Regions from separate parts of the Sus scrofa genome. Here regions 1 and 2 are each linked to region 3. Evidence: chromatin contacts called from public Hi-C data. All regions are on one chromosome and are shown on one strand. The core of a region is the stretch at or near the end of the contact, and the rest is flanking DNA. Distances in the headings are between cores, read along the strand shown.

The links. A called contact is a pair of places that touch in the nucleus more often than the background predicts.
Region 1: a Hi-C map of skeletal muscle shows a contact between it and region 3, with 4 times the contacts expected there. The contact joins the enhancer-like site here to the promoter of SMPD4 in region 3. A contact is called at or near these places in 1 of 5 promoter capture datasets (fetal liver), 2 of 47 Hi-C or Micro-C datasets (embryonic fibroblasts and skeletal muscle) and 1 of 2 datasets of contacts at active chromatin or transcription factors (alveolar macrophages).
Region 2: a Hi-C map of embryonic fibroblasts shows a contact between it and region 3, with 1.7 times the contacts expected there. The contact joins the enhancer-like site here to the promoter of SMPD4 in region 3. A contact is called at or near these places in 2 of 47 Hi-C or Micro-C datasets (embryonic fibroblasts and heart right ventricle) and 1 of 2 datasets of contacts at active chromatin or transcription factors (skeletal muscle).

Annotation. Positions count from the first base shown.
Region 1 is chr14:50,449,525-50,453,789 of Sscrofa11.1, forward strand. It overlaps PI4KA (phosphatidylinositol 4-kinase alpha), which reads right to left. Exons shown (of 55, transcript XM_001929569.6): 6 at 4,063-4,265; 7 at 3,564-3,630; 8 at 2,312-2,460; 9 at 1,210-1,275; 10 at 1-49. Among named protein-coding and RNA genes, the nearest start is that of SERPIND1, 25 kb to the left of the region's middle. Within about 2 kb of position 2,422, at least 2 of the 83 cell types and tissues checked have an H3K27ac peak or open chromatin away from gene starts, as enhancers often do. A contact at or near this core is called in skeletal muscle, where this site is marked.
Region 2 is chr14:50,824,417-50,828,925 of Sscrofa11.1, forward strand. SCARF2 (scavenger receptor class F member 2) reads left to right here. Exons shown (of 11, transcript XM_021072793.1): 11 at 1-18. Among named protein-coding and RNA genes, the nearest start is that of SCARF2, 14 kb to the left of the region's middle. Within about 2 kb of position 1,340, at least 36 of the 83 cell types and tissues checked have an H3K27ac peak or open chromatin away from gene starts, as enhancers often do. A contact at or near this core is called in embryonic fibroblasts and skeletal muscle, where this site is marked.
Region 3 is chr14:50,661,213-50,665,572 of Sscrofa11.1, forward strand. It overlaps SMPD4 (sphingomyelin phosphodiesterase 4), which reads left to right and starts at 2,276. Exons shown (of 19, transcript XM_001929589.6): 1 at 2,276-3,551. The coding sequence starts at 3,477. It overlaps LOC100153925 (mitotic-spindle organizing protein 2B), which reads right to left and starts at 3,337. Exons shown (of 3, transcript XM_001929600.2): 1 at 2,848-3,337; 2 at 2,607-2,755. The coding sequence starts at 3,011.

The DNA of each region.
Region 1 (4,265 bases), core at 1,172-3,671, 210 kb before region 3:
AGAGCGGGTCACTGCAGGTGCTATAGTAGAGGTCAGCACTGGGGTTGGCCTGCGGGCAGAGACGCGTGAGCCCACAGCCCTTCCCCCGCCTCTCCCAGTGCCAGATAGGCCTTCGGGGGAGCAGTCCTTGGGCCCTGGAGGAGGAGCCACCTCCTCTGGCTAAAAGCTCACCCCCTCTGGCCATCCTGGAACATGAGGGCCACAAGACCAAGTTTTACCCTGTCTTCTTGGTGGGAAATAGACATGCAGCCAGGGTGCCTTCAGATGCAGCTATGTTTTCTAAATAAAATTCACTTTAAACTTTCTTTAGCACTCTTACCTAAAATGCAGTGCTTTCCTTCCAGGGAAAAAATTCACACAAAGTCTAAGGAGTTAGTAAGATGCAGTTAACCCCCCACCGGGTGCCTGTGCTACCAGTGCTAGTGGAATGGAAAGGCACGGTATACAATCATTCCAAGACAGGTAAACACAGAGAGGGACGAGGAGGCAAATCTGTCACGGGATCAGAGGTAGGAGGGCCTGGGAAGTGCCAGAGCATGTGCAGGGCAGGATGTAACCTGTGGCACAGGAACCCTCCTGGGTCCCTCATGGCTCCCTCCCCACATCTAAGGAGACCAATGGGTGCTGCGGATTTAGTAAGTGGGTGAGGGAGAGAAGGCAGGGCTTAGCAAGATCTGAGCCTGAACACACACAGCAGTCATCAGCCTGGCCAGCTGCAACCTCTCAGATCCTGACACTCAAAAGGGGACCGACCCAAATGTTCCCAGTGTTTCTCCAAACAACAACATTTCAGGATTTTATAAACAATGCTGCAGGCCTTGGCTGCAAACACGTTAAAGACAAAGTAGCCCAGGTATAGCCCTCGCACACTCACAAGCCAGGCCAGCCTGTGCCCAGTGAGGAGGAGAGGCTGCCAGCCTGAGCAGCAGCCTGCAGGCACCAAAGGAACAAGTGAGGGCCAGAGAGGGGCCAGGACAGGGCCCAGCGCCTACACCAACCAGGGGGTCGGGAATCAGGCAGTCCCCCAAGCCTCTGTCTTCCACTTGCAAAGTGGGCATGCTGACCACTGCTCAGAGGCACTGGCAGTGGCATTTTAAAGAAGCCAGGCACAGAGTGAGCCCGAGGAGGCTGGGCACTGCCCTTTGGGACTGAGGACATTCACAGAGGGCGCACGGGGGACCCCTCCTCACAGCCCTGAGGGGGACATACCTCCATGACGCTGGCAACAACTGCATCCAAGGATTTAAGGACAGGCTCCTCAACAATTTTTTTCACCTGCGAGGGAAATGGGAGCTCGTGAGCCCCCGTAAGCCAGGGAGAGATGGTAACACAGTTCTTCCTGCTCAAGAGTGAACTGCACTGATAGTAAAACCACGGACACCCTCATAGGGATGAGAGGGAAATGCCAGACCAACACATGCAGTGCTGGAGCTCTGTGGCTCCAACACAGTGTCCTTAGTTCTGCCATCACCTAGATCATCTTTTCTGACCCTAGATGGCAGTGAAATCAACAAAGAAAAGTGACCAACTCCCTCAAATCTGGGGATACGAGATTTCCACTTCCAGGAGGTGAAAGCATTCAGACTCCAGACAGACCAACTTTTTACCCAAGCCCCTCTGGGCAGGGCAGATGCCTTCACAGCCCATCCTTGGGTGCCACCAGAAACCTCCCTCCTCCCCGGCTGGTGAGCTGGCTCTTCCAAAGCTGCAAGGAATGCAAACTGCAGTGCACTTTAAAGTTCCCACAGAAGCAACGACTCCCACCAGTTCTCTGGACCAGACTCAGCACAGGAGTGACCTGTTTTCTCCACTGCAGAACCACCTGATAAAACTGCCCCCATGGCAGTACTTTAGGAAGGTTATGATCAAAATGATAGACAAGGGTAAACAGCAAGCCAGGAGAAGAAATTAAAAACAATTTACCTTGGAAACTTAAAATACACTGGAAAAAAAATTCCCCTAAAGGACTCAAAACATCTCGTCTTCAATTGGAATTTCTGACTTGATACTAAACAGGCTGGCTAAGAAGGTACAGCCACCTTTCTGCTGGGACACGATGGTGATGTACGCTGGGGGAGTTTCAGAGGAATTCACCCCAGCCCCTCCTACCACACCAAGGCTGGGGGTCCCCACATGGTGACTCCATGGATGTCAACTCCTTCCTTCTTTAATCTGAAAACTAACTCTTCTGCTGTGCTGTGAAAGACTGAAAGATTCCTAGTTGTCCTTTGAAAAATCACAGGCTGACAGCACCAGCAATTTTAGCAGCTGATACACAGATGGTCTCTTTGTCCCTCAACGCCCTACTTACCAAGTTCAAGAGTTCTCGGAGCATTTCCAGGGGAATACTGAACTCTCTGCAGGTGGTGCCATTGAACAGCGGAGAAATGGAGAAGCTGGAACTGACAGTGGAAAAGTAATAATCGGGCTCAGGGGCACTCCCATCAGGCAAGTAGGAGGCTGCCGGGGGAACCAGAAAGTCAGAACCAATGGAAGCATCAACTTTGCTTTCGCTTATGCTCCAATGATATTTTTAAACTTGGAAGTAAAGGCTAATATGATCTAGCAATCCCACTTCTGGGCATCTATCCAGACAAAACTCTAATTCAAAAAGATACATGCAACCCAATATTTACTGCCTCACTATTTACAACAGCTAAGACATGTAAACAGCCTAAGTATCCACTGACAGAGGAGTGCATAAAGAAGATGTGGTACACGTATATAATGGAATACTACTCAGCCATTAAAAAAGAATGAAATAATGCCATTTACAGTTACATGGATGGACCTGGACCTAAGATTATCTTTTCTTTTTCTTTCCTTTTTTTTTTTTTTAGGGCTGCGCCTGCAGCACATAGATGTTCCCAGGCAGGGGTCAAATCAGAGCTATAGCTGCTGGCCTACACCACAGCCACAGCAACATGGGATCCGAGCTGCATCTGCAACCTATACCACAGCTCACGGCAATGCCGGATCCCCATCCCACTGATCGAGGGCAGGAATTGAACCCGAATCCTCATGGATCCTAGTCGGATTCATTTCTGCTGCGCCACAAACGGAACTCCATCTAGAGATTATCATACTAAGTGAAATAAGCCAGACAGAGAAAGACAAATATGTAAGATATCACTTATATATGGAATCTAAAATAGGACACGAAGTTTTTTACAGAACAGAAATAGCACCCTAAACACAAAAACTATTACTCATCGTTATCATTACTTTCTTTAATATTATCTATGGACTTAATGACCTTAAAAAAAAGAAACAAGAGGACCTACCACTAGTATTTCCTCTGAGAACCAGTGCTTTCACAGGTTATTGTACTAAAGTTCTGATGGCAGGCACCTGGGGCCTATATGTTATTTTCTCCACTTTTCTATTTGAAATATTTTTAAATTAAGTTTTAAGAAGTTTAATGGAAAATAGGAAATAAGTGGCTTCGAGAAGCCTCAAACCCAAGAGGCATGAGAGCAGTCTGAGCCCCCACACCACAAGAGTCCCTGGGAACCTGCCAGCAGCCGCAAGGTCCACACTTTCCGCAGAAAGATGAAGCCCACCTTCAAAGTAGTGAAAAGCAGATCCTCCAGGGGAGCTGGGAGGGGGCATTCCACGTTCAGGGCTGACCTGGAAACACAACCACATCACAGATCAGAAAGGCCAGGCAGGAGTTCCCTGGTAGCAGAGTGGGTTAACGACCGTGTTGTCACTGCAGCAGCTTGGATCACTGCAGTGGCACGGGTCTGACCCCTGGTCCGGGTACTTCGACATGCCATAGGTGTGGCCAAAAAAAAAAAAAAAAAATTCCAGTGTCTAGCCATATAGTATATAGTGGATCACTGAACAACGTATTCTGTGTTTGCTGGCTCCAGCTTGCTCCAGGAGTCAATTACACAGTTCCTATGGGCACCAAGGCTGTCTCCAACTCCAAAGAGGGCTGGCACCCGACAGTGAGGAGATACCACTTCATGCCCAGGGAAACCTCGGGATTAAAGAGAACTAGAAGGAGCACCTCTTGCTCCCTGAGTTCCCTGGGGCTACCAGCACAGCTCTGCCCACCTGTGAGATGCTGGACACGCTGCTGGTCTTCCTCTTGAGGGTGCCCTCCTGGCACACTGTCAGCAGGTTGCTGGGGAGGATGGAGCGGAAGTCGTTGAAGGACCGTCTCCTCACACCTTCCAGCTCCTCGGGGACTCGGAGGGAGTAAGGAGGGACTTTCGGAAAGAGCTTGGAGAGGAGAGACTCTTCTGTGTTGCTGTACC
Region 2 (4,509 bases), core at 90-2,589, 160 kb after region 3:
AAGTGCCTTTCCCCACTGTGCTCTGACTGCTTCCTGTCTGTTGGGTTTCGGATAGGATGTCCCCCAAAAGAAATTGTATGTTACTTCTTTGAGCCTGAACTCACACCCCCACAACTCCATGACTGAAGTGGAGCTTGGAAGCCCAGTTATGGATCTCCCAGTACCACATTGGAAGTGGGTCACAACCATCTGCCTATCCTTCACTTGTTTATCAATTTTCTTGGGCGCCCGCCCTGGGCTGCCCCATCCTGGACTGGCAGCCTGGGACTGGCAGGGTGGGCAGGAACAGATAGGGTGGTGCCCTGGGCTGTGTGGGACCGCTTCTGACCTGTGCTTCCACCGCTGGCCATTGCTGTTCCACTTGGGGCCCCAAGTTGTTTGGTGTGGCTGGGGCAGGTCAGAGGCTGAGGTCAGGGGGCAGCAAGCCACGGGCACAGCCTCTAGCCAGGCCGCGTCTGGCACTGCACAGAGCCCCGCTGTCCGTCTCAATGGGCTCCCTGTCCTCGGCCGGAAACTCTCCCCCCTAGTCCACCCGCCCTTGGGAGTGGGGGCACAGTTCTGGCCTGGATCCCTGGCTGGCCTCCCAGCCAGCCCCCGCTGCCCCGCCTCAGCCTGGCCTTCTTTCTGTGGCCATTTGTCCCAGTGTCTTTGCTGCTTCTGGCCCTCAGGCAGGCCTTGCAAGTGGCCTCCCTGAGCTACAAAGTCTTACCTTTCTACGGTGCTTCTGGGCCCTTCCCCTCCCTGCCTCTGCCCAGTGGGCCTCTTCCTCCTCTTTTGGGGCCGAGATTCTCTGATCATCTCCCCACCCCCACCCCCATCCCACAGTCCCCCGCATGACAGCACTCTGACTGGTGCTGGCAGCTCAAGGAGCTCACCTGGCACCTCTCTTGCCCTCTGGCTGGATGCCACAGGGAGCTCAACGTTGGTGACCCATATGGGGCTGAGCCTCCAGAGCCGAGACGGCCTCACGCCACGGGCAGGACATCTGGTGCTGCTTCTGAGGCTGGAGTCCCTGCACCTGGCCTGGTCAGGCAGCATGTGGAATGCAGGCTCCCTGTCCCCAGGGCATGCACTTCCCTTGAGCCAGCCGGGCACCCTCCCAGCCATGGCCCTGTGCCCGGTCAGCCTCTGATCCCTTTCGGCACCAGGCCATGTTGGCTTCTGCGGCTGAGCACACAGACTTCAAGTTGGCCAGAAGGGGAAGATGACCAGCTGGGCCCAGCCAGGGTCGGTCAGTGACCGAGGATGGTGGAGAGCAGGGCAGTGGTTCGGGCCCCAGAGCACCCCCACTAACATGCACTACCCTGCCGCTCCCTGCCCCTCACCCCCAGCCTTGGCTCTCTGTCTCCCCCTGGCGACCAGAGCAGTCACATCGTTGGCCAGGGCTTTCCTGGGGCCCCTCCTCTCTCTGCACTGGGAGCTTCCAGGCCTCCCAGACCCTGACCTTCAGGACCCTGCCTGGGTAGGTGCCTCACAGAGCAGGGGTACCACCAGCATTTCCGCCCTAGAGTCGTGGCCTAGAGGCCAGGTAGGACCCAGGCTAAGAAGCCCCCAGGAAGATCCGGGTGCTTCGTCAGGAGAAGCTGCCGGACCCCTCCCCACCCCCTTGGGCCTGCGGCAGTGCCAGCTCCAGGGAAGGCGCCACAAAAGGGAACCGCGGCTGCTGGAACCTCCGTTGCCATGGGGACGGGACCACAGGACCCACATCTGGTAGCGATTGAGAAGGAAAAATGATGAGTCGTGGAAAAGGCAAATATTTTTTGTAACACAGCGCACAAAGGAGCAGGAGGCATGTGCTGCTGGAGAAGGCCTGGGCCACTGGGTCTCAGGCTGGGACAGAGTACGCCCCCCAGAGGCAGGATACACGCACACACATGCACACACATGCACAGAAACACACACACACCAAAACATACCCACACCCACAACCAGACCCAGAGAAAGACAGAAACTCACTGCCGGTACACAGCCCTCCAGATGGAAATGGACAGGCCCTCCAACACAAGCACACCAAAATGCTGAGACAGAAGCCCTGCCACACTGCATGCACGCCTCAGGAGGAGCAGTGAGACACTTGGAAAGATGCACATGCTATGACAAACACACATGAACAGCTGCCACCCAAGCACAGGGAAACACACTCGTCCTGTGAGATACAACCATAGCAAAAAAGACAGCAACATATACAATCTCACCAGGCACGGGGACACTGAGACTGACACAACTCTGCAACACAAAACACACACCCCAACCTACAGAAGCCTCAAGAGACACAGTCCCCACCACACACTCACACTCCGCTGGGCCCACAGCAGCACCAAGAGGCACTCACTCAGCAGCCACATTCACTCTTCCGGTGTGCCCATCGAGACACTCATGCCACAGGATGCACAAAAATATGGGACATACATGTGTCCCCCTGATCCACGGGAACATGGAGACACTACCTTAGAAAAAAACACACATCATTTGACACAGAAACAGAGAGGTGGACAAACCAAGGCACACACATCCCATAGCAAACACACTTGGGGCAGAGCCTCAACAGCCATGCGCGGCCCATGGCCTGGGTGAAGGCCGAGGGACCCTCCCCTACAACACGTACATGCCACATGCTCGTGCACACCTCGCACTATGAGCATAGATGCCAGGCCTGCCCGCACCCTGGGGACACTTGGGCCACCAAGGCAGGCAAACGGGGGGAAACACGTACAATCCATGGGCATGTGCCACTGAGACAGGATGGCGATACTGATTTATCTGAGTCCTGAAAAGCAGTGATGTTGAGGTTGCACCCTCTGTGCCCAGAGCAGCCCACACGGACAGGCTTCGTTGCCAGCACACATGCCAGAGTGCCAAACCCCCTTCGTTCTTCCTTGCGACTCTCACCCAGAACTAAACCATTCTGATTGTGGCGTTTCCACCTTGGCCCCCAGCTCATCCCAGGTAGTTCCCTCCTGCCTCCATCTGGCCCTGGAGTCCCTAGGACCTGGGCTCCAGTCTCTTGCCCGTCAGGAGCATGGTAAGAATTTGAGTTTGATACTTTTTGAGGATTTGATTTCTGGAGCCAGATTTTTTTGTTTGTATGGGGTCTTGTGTCTGCTAGTCTTTTTGTTTGTCTGTGTTGAGCTTAAATCAATTAAGAGTACCTGCTGGGAGTTCTCTTGTGTCTCAGCAGGTTAGGACCCTGACATAGTGTCCGTGAGAATGCGGGTTCGATCCCTGGCCTAGCTTAGTGGGTTAAGGATCCAGTGTTGCTGTGAGCTGTGGTGTAGATCACAGATGTAGCTTGGAACTTCCATATGCCGCTGATGTGCCCCTAAAAAGGCCAAAAAAAAAAAAAAAAAGAAGAAGAAGAAGAAGAAGGAAAAAGTTGTTGGTCAGAGGGAGGTGTCAAGGGTTTCACTGGGTGTGTAAGGACTGTGGGCTGCATACTGGACTTGGAGGCAGCCCTTGGTCCAAGAGCCATGGAAACATGTCTGTGGTTGTGTAGTGACATCCAGGAGCTGCTGTGGGATTGTGTCACCCCAGAGGAAGCTGCTGTATACATCCCAATGAAAGACATTTCAGTGCTTTCCCCCCTTCAAATTATGTTTGTAATGTTCCCTGATTTGGAGTTCCCATCATGGCGCAGTGGTTAACGAATCTGACTAAGAACTATGAGATTGCAGGTTCAATCCCTGGCCTTGCTCAGTGGGTTGAGGATCCCGCGTTGCTGTGAGCTGTGGTGCAGGTTGCAGATGCGGCTTGGATCCCATGTTGCGGTGGCTCTGGCATAGGTTGGTGGCTACAGCTCCGATTAGACCCCTAGCCTGGGAATCTCCATATGCCGAGGGAGTGGCCCTAGAAAAGGCAAAAAGACAAAAAAAAAAAAATGTTCCCTGATTCTTTAAAGTATTAACAAAAAGGCTGATATACCTCAGAGCTCAGCTGATGAGACTTGTAATCACAGATCTTGTAGGCGGTTAGGATGGCAGCATGATGCTGAATCAGGTGTTCAGCTCTTTGACATTCCAAGACCAAAGCCAAAGCTAAATAGCATAATATGATTTAACAGAAAAACAAGGCATGATCTTCAGTCCTTCAGTTTTCATTACACCAGAACAGACTAAAATTCATATATGTATTTTGTCTTTTTAGGTCTGCCCTTGCAGCATATGGAAGTTCCCAGGCTAGAGGTCAAATCGGAGCTGCAGCTGCCGGCCTACACCACATCCACAGCAATGCAGGTTCCTTAACCCACTGAGCAAGGCCAGGGATCAAACCTGAGACCTCCTAGATACAAGTCAGATTCATTTCCACTGAGCCACGATGGGAGCTCCTAAAAATCATATTGTCTTGGCCATTTTTTTTTCAGAGTGTTTTCCTTTCCACCTCGATTTTATTTTTTGTTTTTAGGGCTGCACCCAAGGCATATGGAAGTTCCCAGACTAGGGGGTTGAATCGGAGCTATAGCTGCCGGCCTATGCCACAGCCACAGCCACCGGTTCACAGAAGCAGAAGGTACAG
Region 3 (4,360 bases), core at 1,026-3,525:
CATACTCCACCTTCCCCTTTCTGGGGCACTTTTTTTTTTTTTTTTTTTTTTTTTTTTTTAGCTGCACACACAACACGTGGAAATTCCTGGGCCAGAGAACCAGGGACCAAACCCAGGTTGCTGCAGTGACCACGCTGGATCCGTAACCCACTAAACTACAAGAGAACTGCAGGTCTTTTTAAAATGTGTGGTTTCCCTCAACTTCAACAAAAAACACATAACTGAAGCTAACTTCACTCAGAGACTGTGTCCTCTCTGAGATAAGCATCACCCCACTGTACTCGGAGCAGAAACAACCTCTCTGTGCTGGACAGCCAGGCCCCTAAGTGGGTTCCAGCCTTTGATCTGGAGCAACCTCACCCTAATTTTGTGGGAGGCCCAAGGCCAACTGGCCTGAACATTCCCATTCCACCCCTCAGCAGCCTAGGCCACCAAGGTGCCCCCCAGTCAATCAGTACTCACTCTGACAAGGTTCCTTACTTTTTCCACCCCAGATCCTGCCATTACCCAGGGGACCAGAGGTCTGTGTGGACAATGACCTGCAGCCCCAGAGAGCTCTAGCTCATGGCTGGCCTCTGCCTCTTCCTGCACAGCCCTTCACCTGCCCTCTATCCCCACTGGGCACCTCCCCAGGGGCTCTGTGTCCTCATACTTGGGTGGGTGGCTGCCCAGACCAGCAGGACCCAAAGCCAGAGCCCTCAAGTAGAAACAACTCTGTGGGGCCCAGCGCCCCATGCCTCTCCTGACCCTGGCCTGGGGCTTTGCCACCTCCAAGCCCTCTGTGGTGCTCCCAGCCCTGCACCCAACACACCTGCTGCCCAAACCCTCCTCCCTCTCCCTCCCACCAGGCCCCAGCTCAGGCCCTGCCCCCACCCTGCTTAGCCCTTGCTGCACTAGCTAAGCCAGTGCTGTCCTCCACAATTGGATGGGCTGCACTGTCCTCTGCCTTTGCCACTGTCTGTCTGGCCATCTCCCTCACTGGACCAAGAGCCAGTCCACCTTGCAGCCCCACTATGCCCTCAGCACTGAGTGGGCCTGGTACCCTGTCACTAAGCCAAGGAGCAGCAATAGAAGTTCTCTGCCCTGGTCTTTCCCTCCCTCTGCAAACTCGCCTTTAGTCCACCTGCCTCTCGGCTCCTCCTCTGCTCCCCTGGCCCAAGCTCCAAGCATACCTGGAACAGCAAGGTGGGTGATATGGGGAGGGGCACCCATGGGATCTCACACCCTCATAGACAGCTGGCTCTGGGCCCCCAGCCTCACCGTGCCTGGAGGGCACCCCCAGCTCAGGAACCAGGGAGAAGAAGGGACCCATGGTCTGACCTCCCAGGCAGCAAGTCCAGGGGGTGACAGTATCTAAGAATGCAGGTGTCCCTCTCACCTCAGGCTTTACTCTCCACAGCGCGAACTGTCCCTTCCCCGACCCTCAGGTGTCCTCCCCTGGGGCCAGGGCACCTCCGCAGAGCACACAAGTCATACCGGTAGTTAGCCTCTGGGAAGAGGGAGGTTGGGCCCATCACTGCTGTCACTAAGCTGCATGGTGGGATGGCCAGCCAGGTCCTGCTCTTGCAGCTCAATGCTGCTCTAGCTTTCTGGGGGCCATGGTAGTTTCCGTGGAAACAGGAGAGAGCACCAACCCCCAGAGATAAACTAATAAACGCAACCTTCAAAAGGAGAGAACAGGCAGCAAGAGAACCGGAGGGAACCGGGGGGCCCTGGAGAGAGAGGCGAGTGCGAGGCAGCTGGGCCGTGGAGCAGAATCGGAGAGGCCGCAGTCTGCCGGGCCGAGGAAAAGGAGGGCCTTGCAGGGGGGGTACAGTTCTTGGCAGAGAGAAAGGAGGCCTCTGGAGGTCGGAGAGAGACACAAAGAGAGCAGACAGTGTACATCAGTGAGGAGGCCTGCACTCCAGCACTCAAGGCCTCTCAGAATGGGGGCACAGTGCCTGGGGCCCTGGCGCTCCCACCCACAGGGCCTGACTGCCCCTCCACCCAATATCAGCCCCTTCTCAGGGTGTTTCTGGCCAAGGTTCTGCTGCCTTTCAGAGGGTTTCTAAAAATTGGGAGCAGAAGTGACAAGCAAGGAGAGTAAGAGCTCCACCACGTCACCCTGGTCACCAGCACTTGCTCATTTCTCAGCCATGACGGTCCAGACTGAGGTCCATCTGCAGCCCCAAGGATGGAAGCTTAGCTGTTGGGACTCCTGGGCAGGACTTGGGCCGGGTAGGGTGCAGACAAGGGGGCGCAGGAAGGTCTCTTCAGTTGAGGCGACAAGTGCCACGAGAACAGGAACCAAAGCCACTTTGTTTCCATGTTCATGGGATGAAGACAGGAATGCAGAGGTGGCAAGACGCCAGTGTACACAAGTCCCAGAGGAGGCCTGGTCTGCTTTGGCCACCCATCCTGCATCTACCTGATCTGGATGTGCATCCTCGAAGGTGGTAGCAAAGTTGAAGCTGGGGACAGGAGCCCAAAGGGCCAGCCCTTGGAGCAGTCCCGGGACAAAAGCAACAGAAAAGCCTGGCTACTCAGGGCTAAGCAAGCCCCGATGTGCCAGGCACTGCCCACCTCCCGCTCCCGCCCTACACCCGCCGCCCAGGCCCAGCTCTGACCTCGGGTCTCAGGCACGCTGGTCGTGGGCAGGGGCACGGCCACGGGGTCTTGGGGCTCGCTCGCCAGCCGCTGCCCAGCGCACATGGACTTCAGCATCTGGAATACGGCGAGGGGCGCCACGTTCAGCTTTAGCAGGTCCACCAGGATCCTAGAGAGAACAGACCCGGCGCGCGGTGAGCCTTCCTCGCCCGGGCCGTCAGTCCCCCGGAACCCCGAAACCCGACTCCGCCGCGCGCTCACTTGAACACTTCGGGGTCCATGGCGCCGCCCGCAGCCTGAGCCAGCTCGAACAGCTCCGTCTCCTCGGCGCTCAGCACCTTCTTCCGCCGCAGCGCCAGCTTCTGTAGGGCCGCTTCCAGCCCTGGTGGCGCCCCCGGCCCGGGCCCCGCGCCTGGCGCCGCCATCTGCTTGCGGCTGGGTCCCCCACCCGGTACAGCCCCGCCGCGCCCCCTACCGGCCCGCCGCGCCCTCCTCTCCCAGCAGCTCCCCTGCCATCCGGCGCTCAGATCCGGGCCCGGGCGGCGCCGGGCGTTGGAAGGAGACCCGCTCTTCGGCGACTGGTCTTCTCTACGCTCTCACGGCGGTGACGGCATCCAGAGTATCTCACGCTGGCATACCGTGGGCGATCAATAAATGCCCGTTGGACCCAGAGTGTACTGTTTCGCGCCGGGTCCGGTAGGAGGCGCGCCTCTAGGCAGTAACGCACAGGCCTTACGTGCACGCGCGCTCTTTTCCTAGGTGGGCGCCCCCTTGCGGTCCCATAAACCCACGGGACTACACTTTGCGCACGCGCCTTTTAAAGAAGCAGCCCAAAGAGAAAGCGGCGCTTTTCCCGTTTGTAAAGGGGAGGTGACGCCACGCGCAGCTTGATGACGACATTTCGGCGCCGGTTCGCCGAATGGCGGCCTCCATCCCTAAAGCGAGCGACCCTGTGGGTCTCTCAGGTGAGTGGCGGGAGTCGCGCGTGGTCTATCCCAATTACCTGGCGGCCACCTAGACCCTCTGCCCGAGCCGTCTCCGTTCCTACGCGAGCCCCGGGCCTCGGGCTGGGCCGGCCGGGAGCCGGGGCCCAGCTGCGCCTTCCCGCGCGCCCCGACCTTGTGGGCGCTCGGTTAACGTTCGCTGAACGAAGTGGAGCGGGGAGAGCCTGCGGCTCAGCGAGCGGTGTGGAGAGAGCAGGGGTGGATCCCGGCTCTATCTTTCCTCCCCGTGTGGACTGGCTTTGCGGAGACTTGGGTTCCTTGTCTGTGACATGAGGGCCCAGATGCTCCCTTGTCATGAGCAGCAGATGGGAGCACGCCTTTCTTCCAGCGCGCGGGCAGAGGGAGGCCCTGGCAAGACTGGCGCTACTGGCGCTGCGGGTCCCAGGAGGAACCCTGAAACCAGGTCGGGATCCTCTCTTGAAGGCAGCGAGGGCGGAGGTGGCGGGGGCGAAGTTCAGGCTTGGTGCACGGCGCAGAGGGACGCAGCAGCGAGAACCGGGGCGGAGAGACGCTCCTCTCTCCCCGAAACACCCTGATTGGGCGCCTAGGACTCATTCCTTCAGCCGCTGCCTCTGCAGACTGTGAGCAAGGAGCTAATTTCACCTTATCATCTCCAAACCTCTGCCCTTTGCAAACAGTTCAGGGTTTTATTCTGCTTTGGTCATTTTGGAATAGTGCACAATGTTCTCTTGACCACTTGGTTCAGGGCTTAAGCATTTTGTCTTCCTTGAAACGGAAACTGATAGCTAGTTTAATTAAGAGTTGAACAG